Regions from separate parts of the Hordeum vulgare genome. Here all the other regions are linked to region 3. Evidence: chromatin contacts called from public Hi-C data. All regions are on one chromosome and are shown on one strand. Each heading gives the region's core, a stretch centred on a gene start, on an enhancer-like site or on the middle of the called end of the contact. The rest is flanking DNA. Distances are from core to core; before and after follow the strand shown. Region 1 holds the start of LOC123401165 (zinc finger CCCH domain-containing protein 17). Region 2 holds the start of LOC123403887 (SPX domain-containing membrane protein OsI_08463). Region 3 holds the start of LOC123404523 (E3 ubiquitin ligase PARAQUAT TOLERANCE 3-like).

Region 1 (3,553 bases), core at 694-3,193, 710 kb after region 3:
AACGACGCGACAATCTGGATGGCACAACGGCTTTGACCCCGGAGAACGACGATAGATGGCTGCCAACAGACGGATCCGGGCGAAGGAGGCTCTGAGAGGCGCATGGAAGGCTGTCAAGGTTGGGGGCGCCGGATCCAGAGTTCGCGATGGTGAGAGATGGGGAGAGGGTAGAATCTTGCCAGGATGAGACGAGTCAGAGAAGCGGCAACGCGTGCGAAACAGAGCATGAAGGTCGCTCCTTTTTAGGAGGCGACGACGGACGACAGAGCTCGCGGCCGCGACCTTCTCGGCTCCTGCTAGCGTGGTCGCTCAATTCGCTCCGCGACGCGATGTCCCATTGATGGCAAGGCGTTCTGCAACGCACCAGTCCGCAATGGAGGCGACATTCATGGTGCAGCCGTGGCTTTCAGCGCGCACCGCGGGGGAAGTGCTACCGAAGACCGGCTTGGCCCCGAGCCGTGGCCTTCAGCGCGCACCGCGGGGGAAGTGCTACCGGACACCGGCTTGGCCCCGATGCTGCTACTCCCAGATGGTGGCACCCATGACCAGGCTCCCAGCAGAGGCGCACATCGATGACGGCTTTGAACAGGCCGCCCCGCCATGGTTGTGCAGTGGGTGATTTGCCGGCGTGCTGGTGTGGGGATGCACGGAGGGACGGATCCCGGCAGTGGCTGCCACCGCGGTCGGGCACTAAGTACTGGAGTGCTTCTTGGGTGCAGCACGAGCGGCTGTTGTGAGGAGCACGACCAGGCATCAACGCTTGTCTCCTCTTCTATGTAGCAGCACGAGGAATGGTGATGTTTTGGATAAGGGTCATGCAGTGCGCAGCTCGGTGGAGATTTAGTGCCTATTGCTATTTTTTGATCAATAGTTGTTGGTAGATGTACACAGACTCGAAGCTGTTGGATACTTCGGTGCTCATCCCCGTTGGATTTATATGCGGTTGTTCGTGACGTTCCAACAAACTATTATTTGCTAGATGTTCCTTTTCACATTAGTTCATTATAATTATTTGATTGTACCGCCTCATAGAGCATCTATAACCGGACTTAACAAATCTGACCTCTTTAACTTTCATGGAAACGTCTGGACGCATCTGCGGACGTTGATCAGTTAAGCCTCAAATAACGAGTTCTATAACCGGATACTTTAAATTAGAAACCTTAAATCTATATTATTACATGCAACATAAATCTAATATTAAGCGGGGTTCGTTCGGGTCCGTCGTGTCCATGCCCGACGGCTAGATATGCCCTTCGTAGTGTCCGTCCGGCCGTCAGCGAGGTAGAATAGGACATGGGACACTAGGCGGCTCATAAAAGTCGAGCTCCCGCCGTCTCCCATGTCCAACTCTTTCTTAAATTTATCACTTAGTGTTACTACAGAACAATCCAACCGTCAACTTCAAAGTTAGTATAGGGAACTACAAGATCATTTTTAAGGAGCATGAGTTAGTATAGGGAACTACAAGATCATTTTTAAGGAGCATGTCTACGTGCTCCAACACTAGCGCATTCATGAATATTTGTTTATAATTTATACAAAAAATTATCCGGACTTATTTAAAATTATAATCATTCTGATGATCCTATTTTATAATGTTTGTATAAGTAAAATCGAATTTCATGGCTAAAAGAAATACTCAATGTAACCTTACTTTTAATGCTTGCAAAAATTAGATTAAAATAATATTGCATAATAACATATAAAGAAAATTATATTTAATATTTCGCCCAATGCAACGCACGGACATTTGTATTACTTTATACTTTCTTTGTAAATTAATATAAAAATGTTTAGATCACTAAAATAGTGTTTTAAATACTTTTATAGTTTACCGAGGGAGTACATAACGAAATGGTGTATGTACTTCCATCAGGCGGTTCGCTTCGTCGGCGTCTGCCAGCCTGCGGGGCACCGGCCACGTTGTATTAACCGGAGCCGGCCCAACCTTCCGCCCGCGAGCTAAACCCGACCAAGGGGAAAGCAGGGCCACCGTAAGCGCCTCCTCTCCCCGCTCCGATCCGGATCTCCCCATCCATTCCGGCGAGCCCTCGCCGCGTCGCTTCCACGCGACCCTACCTCCTAAATAAATTCAACATCCCCGCCGCTGCTCCCGTCAAACCCCGAATACCATCTGACTACTTCCTCCTCTGCCCGCGCCGCCTCCCGAGCCCAACAAACCCTAGGCGACGCCCATGGACTTCGAGGCCGACGGCCGCTTCGGCAACAAGCGCGTGCACAACCGCCTCGGACCGGCGCCCGGCGCCGCCTCTTCGTCTTCCTCTACCAAGGTCTGCATCCATTGGCGCGCTGGGCGATGCAATCGCTTCCCCTGCCCCTTCCTCCACAGCGAGCTCCCTGAGGCGGCCACCACCAAGCGCCCGAACCAAAGGGATGGCCCTGGTGGGCACGTCTGGCGTAACCCCAACTCAGGAGGAGGGGGGCGCGGCGGCGGCGGTGGCTACAACAAATGGGGGAGGGGCCCCGGAGGTGCAGACGGTGGCGTGAGGCACAAGGTGCCCGACCGGCCCTGCAAGTTCTTCCTCGCCGGAGACTGCACCTACGGCGAGAAGTGCCGCTACCCCCACACATATTGCATGAGCAATAGCATCACGCTGCTCACCCCTCTCCAGGGCCACGAGAAGGTACTTCATCTACAGATAAGACCGTCTAGTAAAATTCGAAACGTCGCTGATCAAATGCTGTGCGTTCCTTCAGGTTGTGACAGGGATCGCACTGCCTGCTGGGTCAGACAAGCTGTATTCTGGGAGTAAGGATGGAACGGTGCGCCTTTGGGATTGTCAAACTGGACAGGTAGCCGAGGCATCATTGAATTGTATCCTTGGAAGGATTGTGTGTTCTGTATGACAATTTTCAGTACCTTTGTTTTCTATATGGTGTGTGATAGTGTGCTGGTGTCCTCCCCGTGGGGGGTGAGGTTGGGTGCATGATCAGCGAGGGGCCATGGGTGTTTGTTGGAATACCTGATGCTGTGAAGGTAGGAAATGGTGCTTGAGATTTGGGATTTTAACCCAATGCTATTGCTGTCCCACATGTGTGTCTGACTGTATGAACTGTCGCTGCAGGTTTGGAATATGCAAACTCAAGCAGAAATGAACCTTACCGGGCCGACTGGACAAGTCTATGCACTTGCAGTTGGCAATGAGCTACTCTTTGCGGCAACACAGGTAAACTTCCTTCCTTTTGTCTTGTCGTTGGATCTAACATTTGTCTTGGCAAATATATTTTTTGTTAATGATGTATTCTCTCGTATTACACTTGGTGTAGGATGGAAGGATTTTGGCATGGAGATTTAGCGCCGTGACAAATTGTTTTGAGCCAGCTGCTTCTCTTACCGGGCACCAGCTTGCTGTTGTTTCGTTAATAGTAGGAGGCATGAGACTTTACTCTGGCTCAATGGATAAAACCATTAGAGTAAGGATTGAGAATTTGTGCACTGTTGTTCACACATTCTTAGATACACTTGATGTAGTAGGATTTGATGCATGCATCAGATCATGAATTTCTGTTAGCTTGTAGTAACACTTCC
Region 2 (4,017 bases), core at 622-3,121, 860 kb after region 3:
TATTCCTTAGTTAAAACTAGAAAAAAAAACGCCTTGATCCAAGCCGAAGTGACTACTATCATATTCAAATGTTTTGATGATATGGAAATAAGTCATATAGAGTTAATGCCATTAATATTTTCCTATGCCAATTTTTTTTAACTATAATATGGCTAGCAACTAAAGAACTGCATGTGACATTATTTCTCATGAATATTTGGTATTTTTTAATACTACCACTACGATATATGTGATATGGTAACGTTAGCATAACTTTCATGGTTTCCCTCTATCTCATCGTCAAGCTAGACACAATGTATCACTTTTAGTCATATATGGGTCTGAATCTGGGTAAAACCATCGCCCACCTTTGTCGTCGATGAGATTACTTGAGACATAACAGTCTCTACTATCTTCCACAACTCTTGGGAGATTGTAATGTCGAGTTTACATTAACCATCGACACATTTGTCATGTGGCTCGCTAGCAATACATGTGTATGGGTGAGGGGAATAGAATGACAATGATGGTGGTGGCGAGTGGTGTCAGGTCACAGCATGGGTTTCATCTTTAGTTTGATAGCGTGTTTCTAGAGTATTCTATGCACCACTTTTGTTGTGTTGCGATGAAGTTGGAATCACGTCGTAGTGGACGAGAAGATGTTGACAATGACACTTGGAAGAAAGCTTCATTGAGTTGTTATGGTGGACTTAGTCTGTGCTAATCTTGCAACTTTCTCGATTGAGGCTCATGAAATCAAAGTTGCATTTTGTTCACACAGTTACCTACCATTTGTTGCTTGCATGTGTGGCTTTGATGATGCACTTTGTTGATCACTTACTTGGTGGTTCCTTGTACTAAAACTAGAGTCGTGAGATAACTCGAGATGGATAGCTTTGACGACTAAAGTTTTCACGTCTATCGAATTTTGTGTTGCCATGGCACACATCGGCATGTGGTGCCCCGAGAGACGTTCACCAGGTTTGGGCATGTTTTAAGTTTAATTTTCATCTCGTTGTTCAATTAGCTAGAAATTTTCTTAGATTTTTACACCCTGTTTCTCGTAGGTGTCGTGGCTGATGTGCCTCGCCTCCTGTGGCCTTAGGGCCATGGAGCACGATGGATCCTCGCGAAAGGGCTCCGCTTTTAGACAGTTTCTTTTTAGTTTGGTTAGGGTTTGTGTCGTGCTCAGAAAGAAAAGACGACGCGGCTCCATGAAGATCGTATAATGGTCTCTTCGCCTAACTCCCGTCTTGGTGGTGCGTCTACCGTCGTGGCCTCGTGGGAGGACGTGTGGAGGTATGTATCCGATGGATCCGCTTGGATATGATCTTCATTCGTGTGTCCATAGGTTCGATCATTTCGATTTACGGTTCTCTTCATCGATGATGACGGTTGTTATTTTGATGTGTTGGTCCTACAACAAGGTGCTCTTGTAAGGCAAGGATGATGACGGTGGTGCGCCTTCAGCTTGTTTTAGTGGTTGTAGTCGTTGCCAGGTGCTCTACGACTTGATTGGATTCTTTTGATTTTGTCCCATAAAACTCGTTTTTATATTTTGATCAAACATCGATTTAGAAAGAAAATAAAACAGCAGAGCTAAAGATTAGTGGCCGAGTAACCTCACGCAGAAAACCAGGGGTAGTGAGGCGAGGGGCGTTTTCGTCCACAGCCCACGGCGCCATCCTATGCCAAAACGGGGCCGCGAGCCGTCCCGTCCCGGTCGAATCCGCCACGTCGGCATCGGCGACACGAGGGCGACGTACCGGCCGCAGCCCACCCCGGCCCCGGCCACATCCCCGGCGACGCCCCCCACCTCCATCTCCATGTACTCCTCCGTCCTCCCCCCCCCCCCCCCACCGTCGCCGCTATAAATACCTCCCTCTTCCTCTCTCCCTCGCACCTCCGGAGCCGACCACACAAGATACAGCCGAACCCAGCCATTGCATTCGCGCATACTGGTACGCATACGCGCGCCATTACCATTGCGCCGCGCTCTTCCGAAATCCCGGCCTCCTCATCCCCTTTCCGGTGCCTCCCGTTCGCAAGGGATCACTGTAGGTACGTGCGCATCTGTTCTCCTGTGTCTTCTGATTTTGGCCTGTGCAGGCCCTGTGCTGAATCTTGTTCCAAAACAATGGCACTGTTCTAAATGCGCCATCAATTTGTCGGTGTTGCAGGCGCGATCGGTTCGTTGATGGTCATCTAAATTCAGGAGATTGCTTCGCCGAACAAGGGAAGGGAGGAGCCGCCGAAGAACACGCGGCCGCGGTAAACAATCTGTTCCAATTTCTAGCACCTTGTCCGAAACAGGAATAACAATACTCATTTCTATTCATAGGAATCAGAGACTCGTTTCCCTCGGCGTGTCTCTATCGGCTTTGATTCTGGATTCGCCTCAAGTTCTTTTAATAAAATAGGAATACATTTCCCGTTTCCCGATTGAGACGATGCCAGAATCCCCTCTCGCTGTCTCGCCGGGCCAGTGATGCGATGCGAGCGCCGAAGAAGAACCATCTGCATTTGGGCAATCGCCCCCAATATCGCCGGAGTAGCACGGCGGTGATAGGCCATCCTCCTGAGTAGCTGAGCGGCGTTTTCCTAGGTTTATTTTAAGCGGGATGCTGACAAGAGAAGTAGAACACCACGGTCGCCGCTAGCGTACATATATGTTTCCTGACGTGTGACCCTCGGCCCTCTGGATCGTTTGCTCCGCATCATCTGGCCTGATGGTTCACTTTCCTGCACCACACTGGCTATGTGGCAAACTCCACGAGAAAAACAACGAGAAAAACTTCACCTGCACCTTTCTGGTACAGTGCTGCTACTGTAGTCTGAAGGTGATCTATTGCACGTTGTTTTCAAGGCCAGTTCAGAAAAGGAATTGTGTGAGCGCTATAATAGAGATGCTTAGCTCTTGGGAAACCTTGGAGCCATTTATTACGTGCCCTTTCCAGGGTTTTGTCTCACTATGTCACTAGTCGATTCTGTGCCATCTTGCTACGTGCCCTGCCCCTTTTGGAGCGGTCCCGAATACCTCAAGCTTTTGCCAGACATGTTAACATTATCTTAGGTTCTCCACTTATTAAAGGCTATTATGTCTTTTGTCCATGTACGCACTGACATGTCTGGCTTTGGCGCTTACTGTGCGCATTAGTTTTCTGTCTCAAGCTCGTTAAGATCTTCTGCTGAAAGCTACTCCCTTTGACATCTGAACCAATTATATGGCTGCAATTCTAAAGTGTTAACTAAATCAAAATAGTGTGCTTGAGTTGATTGGCTCTAGCCTCTATCGCCATGCTAACGATTTTGTTATTTTTTAGTTTCAGGTAGGTAGCGAAACGCCAAGATGGTTAATTTTGGGAAGGTACTGGTGTCGGATCAATTGGAGGAGTGGAAAGAGTATGTTGCCTTGCTGCTCCAAAATTCAGTTCCATGGCATTTTACTGTTATTTTTTACGATCATTTTACTGTTGTGACTGAATTGGTTAGATATGCATAAATTACGTGTCGCTGTTTTATCTTCGCAGATATAAGCTGATGAAAAATATCAATTTGTAAGCCCGTGCAATGGTCATTTGGAATCTTATGAATCATTTGCTCACTTTTTGCAGATACTATATTAATTACAAAATGATGAAGAAAAAGGTAAAACAGTATGTTCAGCAGACTCAAAGTGGTGGAAGAAATCATGAACAGGTTCTTAAAGAGTTCTCGAGGATGCTTGATGAGCAGGTAAAATATAGCAGAGTTGCTGATAGATTCATATTTTCATATAGAGGCTTTATTATTGATATATTCGTTCAACCAGCAATGTTTATTCTTTTTTGCCTCACACCATCTGTGTTCATGTAAGTTTCTTCATTGCAGATTGAAAAGGTTGTGCTCTTTCTACTGAAACAGCAAGGTCATCTTGCTAGCAGGATCGAGAAATTGGGACAACAGCGTGCCATACTTACAGAACATTGCGATATATCACAAGTTTCTCAAGTGCGAGAGGCTTATAGGCAAGTTGGACTTGATCTTGTGAAGCTCCTT
Region 3 (3,475 bases), core at 652-3,151:
CTGCCGGGAACGGGCGGTCGTCGTTGTCGGAGTCGGACGACGGTATACCACTCTGACCAGAGTGGGAGGACCGTGGGGATGGAGTGGTCCAGTCCTCGACCCGGTCCACATGGATGAGCATGGAGTACTCGGCCGTCGCTGGCGGTGGAGCAACGCGCCGGTCAGGAGGTGAGAAACCCTCCATCTCCTCAACCCGACCTGCGCCGCGCGGGAGCACTCCCAAGGTGTGCTTGGTGGGGATGTTGGCGACGTCGCTGGTCCACACCCAGCAAGCAAAGGTCTTGGTGTGGCCACGCTCGAGTGTCCTTCTATCGAGACGATCCACTCTAACCCTCCTGCCGAGGATCTCCTCGGCGCCCTCCACCGACCAGTAGTGCATCGGCACCCCCTCGACGACAATACGGATGTGCAGCAGGAGGGAGTCGAAAGCAGCGTGGTCGTGGTCGTGCCAGGTGGAGATGTTGAAGATGGCACCATCGACCCTGATGGAGCCGCGTCGAACGGCGTTCACTTGAAGCGCCGGCTGGGTGAAGACGACGAAATAGTGCTCCGGGTGGTGGGCGGTGACGCGTAGCGAGTGCACCGGGATGGAGAGCTGCGTCTTGAGCGCCCGTCCGACCGCCATGGGGGACGTTGCATTCACCCCGTCGGCCGCCCGAAGCGTGACGGCGTGGGCGCGGAGGAACGCGACAGCCTGCTCTATTGCCGGCGACGGGACAGTCACCGAGCAGCTGTCCCGGGGGCGTCGAGCATGATCCGCCTGCTGAAGCAATGATGGAGCGGCTGTCGACATGGTCGCGGGTGGCGGTGGGAAACGCAGCCTAGAGTGCAGCGGCTTTTAGGGTGGTGGTGGACCGAGCCTGCTCTTAGCGCTCCTAGCTATTCCTGCGTACTTCGGATGCTGCGGGCCGTTGCGACTAGTGTGTCATGCTCTCTTGCAGGTGAGGCAATGGATCGGGTCTCTACAACCGGCTATCTTGTGGCGAGTGCTGAGGCACCGGAAGCAGCGTCCCCTGAACTTGGTAATGAAGGCGAGGCGCGCTTGGTCTTGGTTAGCAGAGAAAGCGGCGTGCCGGGCCGAGCCGTGCCTCCCAGGGTGCACCTCTTGGACCGTCGGGCGAGCAGCATGGCGCCGTGCTTTCTGGGAGGAGACCTCGGTCTAGGCCCCCCCCTCAGCAGAGACATCTTTCGACGGGGCTACGACGATTGACCTGAGCGTAGCAATTGGTCGCGGCATGGGAAGCTCCGGGAGATCGGGAGAATCGACCGATGCGGACGCGGTGCTGGTAGGAGAAGCCGGCACGTCGAGCAGACCAGCGGGAACGTCCCATTCTCCCCCGGTCCGAGCCCGGGAGCATCCCCCCCGCAGCCAGATCCGCGGCGGGGAAGGCGGATCCGGTGTTGACTCGCGCGTCGTGGTGGCCAGAGCGGCCGACGGACCGCCGGACGAGCGGGAGCGACGACTGTCGACGCGGGAAGGTCTAGCCGTCATCTCGCGCGTCAGGAGGGCGGCTGACGGACCGACGGGCGAGGGGCTGCGCTGCGCTTCTCCACGACGGGCAGGGGAGGAGCCAACGGATCTTGTTGTGGGGTGGCTTGCCATGAAGGCTGTATGGTGGTGGCCGCCGCGGCCGGGGTGACCAACGGCGGCGGTGCGGGGGAGGACCTGGGCTCAGCTCAGCTCATGAGCGGGCAGGCAGGTCTAGTTCTATTGTGAAGAGATTGGGCTGGAAACCTATCTTTTATCATGCCTGCGTTACCAAGTAGAACAAAAAAGAGATATATTCTCAACATGCTATATATCAATTCAAATTAAACTAGTCACAAAACTTCATAGTTTTCCTACGAATACAAAATGTTCAGACTCAAAAGGACATCCCAATACTACTACTGTCACTTTATCTCCCCTTCTGAACCAAATACCTGCTCTCGGCCCTAGAGGGTGAGATCCATCCCCTCCCTCCACGGTTTCCGCTCTCCACCGTCCCGTACCTGTACCCTTCTTTCCCCTCCCAGTCATCCTCTTCCTCTCCCGAGTCCTGACCTACCCAAGCAAGCTCCAATCCGGCCCGATGCGGCTCTAGAACACCTCCTACAGTCTACCGTGTCCTATACCCGCCGCCGCGCCGTAGCTTAGGTCACCGCCGGCGTCTGCCCCCCCTAACCCGTCCGACCCCCCACGCGCGTCGCCGCCATCGCCGTTCCCGGTCTGCCCCGTCGCGTCGCTGCTATATCAACCCCGTCCGCCATCCTGGCGTCTATGAGCTTTTTGGCACCCAGTGATTAGATAAACCTCACTGATCTCCACAAATTTTGGGCGTGCCGCGCAAATTGGGTGTGCTGGTGCACACCCGGCACGCCATCTAGATCCGGCGCTATTATGGCTGTCTACTACAAGTTCAAGAGTGCCAGAGACTATGACTCGATCCCTATCGAGGGGCAATTCATCTCGGTTCTCAACCTCAAGGAGATGATTTTTGAGTCCAAGCACCTTGGCAGAGGCACTGATTTCGACCTCATGATCTCGAATGCCCAGACTGACGAAGGTTGGTTCTTTCTCAGCAAAGAACCCTTGTTTCATTTCTTGTGTGGGCGAATGTATACAAGATGTTAGTGCTAGCTAGATAATACTGGTTCTTTCTCAGAGAAGAACCTTTGCTTGATTTCTTGTGTGGGTGATTGTACACAAGATGTTAGTGCTAGATAATATTTTGATAGGCTCAGGTTGTAATTCTGTTTGGCTGTGTATCGTAAGCCATTTGGCTGTTTGATTCATGCACTCAAGATGTCTGAAAATTGAGGCCTTATCTAGTTGGCATCATTTGTTGTCTGCCTCAATTTTTTCTTATGATTTGAGCTTTCTAAGACATGACGACTTGATCTACTGATTTGGTGCGGAGGATTAACTATAAGCTGGGTTTAGAGATAAAATTACAATACTTAAACAATTTGACATGATCTTTGTTTGCAATGTTTAGCAACTCGAATGTCTTTTGCGATGCTGAGCACATGTACCACGCATTGCATCGAAGACTAGTAAGTGTGTTCTAATGAAGCATCGCGTTGTTTGCTTACCTCACCGAACAATCATTCTGGATTAATGGATTTTACTGCGGGCATTCAGATTGAAATACAGTTGTATCTTAAGAACTTATAATTAGTGGGCAGGATAGGAGTATCTTGATTTTGGGGGGACTTGGGATGGTTTTTGTACAGTCGAAGTATTACTTAAACCATTTCCTGTCATGTTTGCACTTTCAGAGTATGCTGATGAATCTATCATGATACCAAAGAACACGTCAGTGTTGATTCGCCGGATACCAGGACGCCCAAGGATGCCAATCGTTACCGAACCACAAGAGTACTGTTTTGCTCTTTGATTCCGCACTTACTCCACATCATACCTCATAATTCACATTACTGATGCATCAATAGTCAAATACACCTACACACACGACCCATCTGAACAGATTTC

The links. Hi-C and Micro-C count contacts between places; a contact is called where the count stands out from the background.
Region 1: a contact with region 3 is called in a Hi-C map of seedling, with 5 times the contacts expected there. The contact joins the promoter of LOC123401165 here to the promoter of LOC123404523 in region 3. A contact is called at or near these places in 4 of 6 Hi-C or Micro-C datasets (leaf and seedling).
Region 2: a contact with region 3 is called in a Hi-C map of leaf, with 7 times the contacts expected there. The contact joins the promoter of LOC123403887 here to the promoter of LOC123404523 in region 3. A contact is called at or near these places in 2 of 6 Hi-C or Micro-C datasets (both in leaf).

The regions. Positions count from the first base shown.
Region 1 is chr6H:440,112,496-440,116,048 of MorexV3_pseudomolecules_assembly, forward strand. It overlaps LOC123401165 (zinc finger CCCH domain-containing protein 17), which reads left to right and starts at 1,944. Exons shown (of 9, transcript XM_045094896.1): 1 at 1,944-2,648; 2 at 2,722-2,817; 3 at 2,912-3,001; 4 at 3,090-3,191; 5 at 3,292-3,438. The coding sequence starts at 2,199.
Region 2 is chr6H:440,267,694-440,271,710 of MorexV3_pseudomolecules_assembly, forward strand. LOC123403887 (SPX domain-containing membrane protein OsI_08463) reads left to right here and starts at 1,872. Exons shown (of 12, transcript XM_045097801.1): 1 at 1,872-2,040; 2 at 2,160-2,250; 3 at 3,309-3,381; 4 at 3,594-3,714; 5 at 3,850-4,017. The coding sequence starts at 3,329.
Region 3 is chr6H:439,406,874-439,410,348 of MorexV3_pseudomolecules_assembly, forward strand. It overlaps LOC123404523 (E3 ubiquitin ligase PARAQUAT TOLERANCE 3-like), which reads left to right and starts at 1,902. Exons shown (of 15, transcript XM_045098450.1): 1 at 1,902-2,546; 2 at 3,262-3,361. The coding sequence starts at 2,381.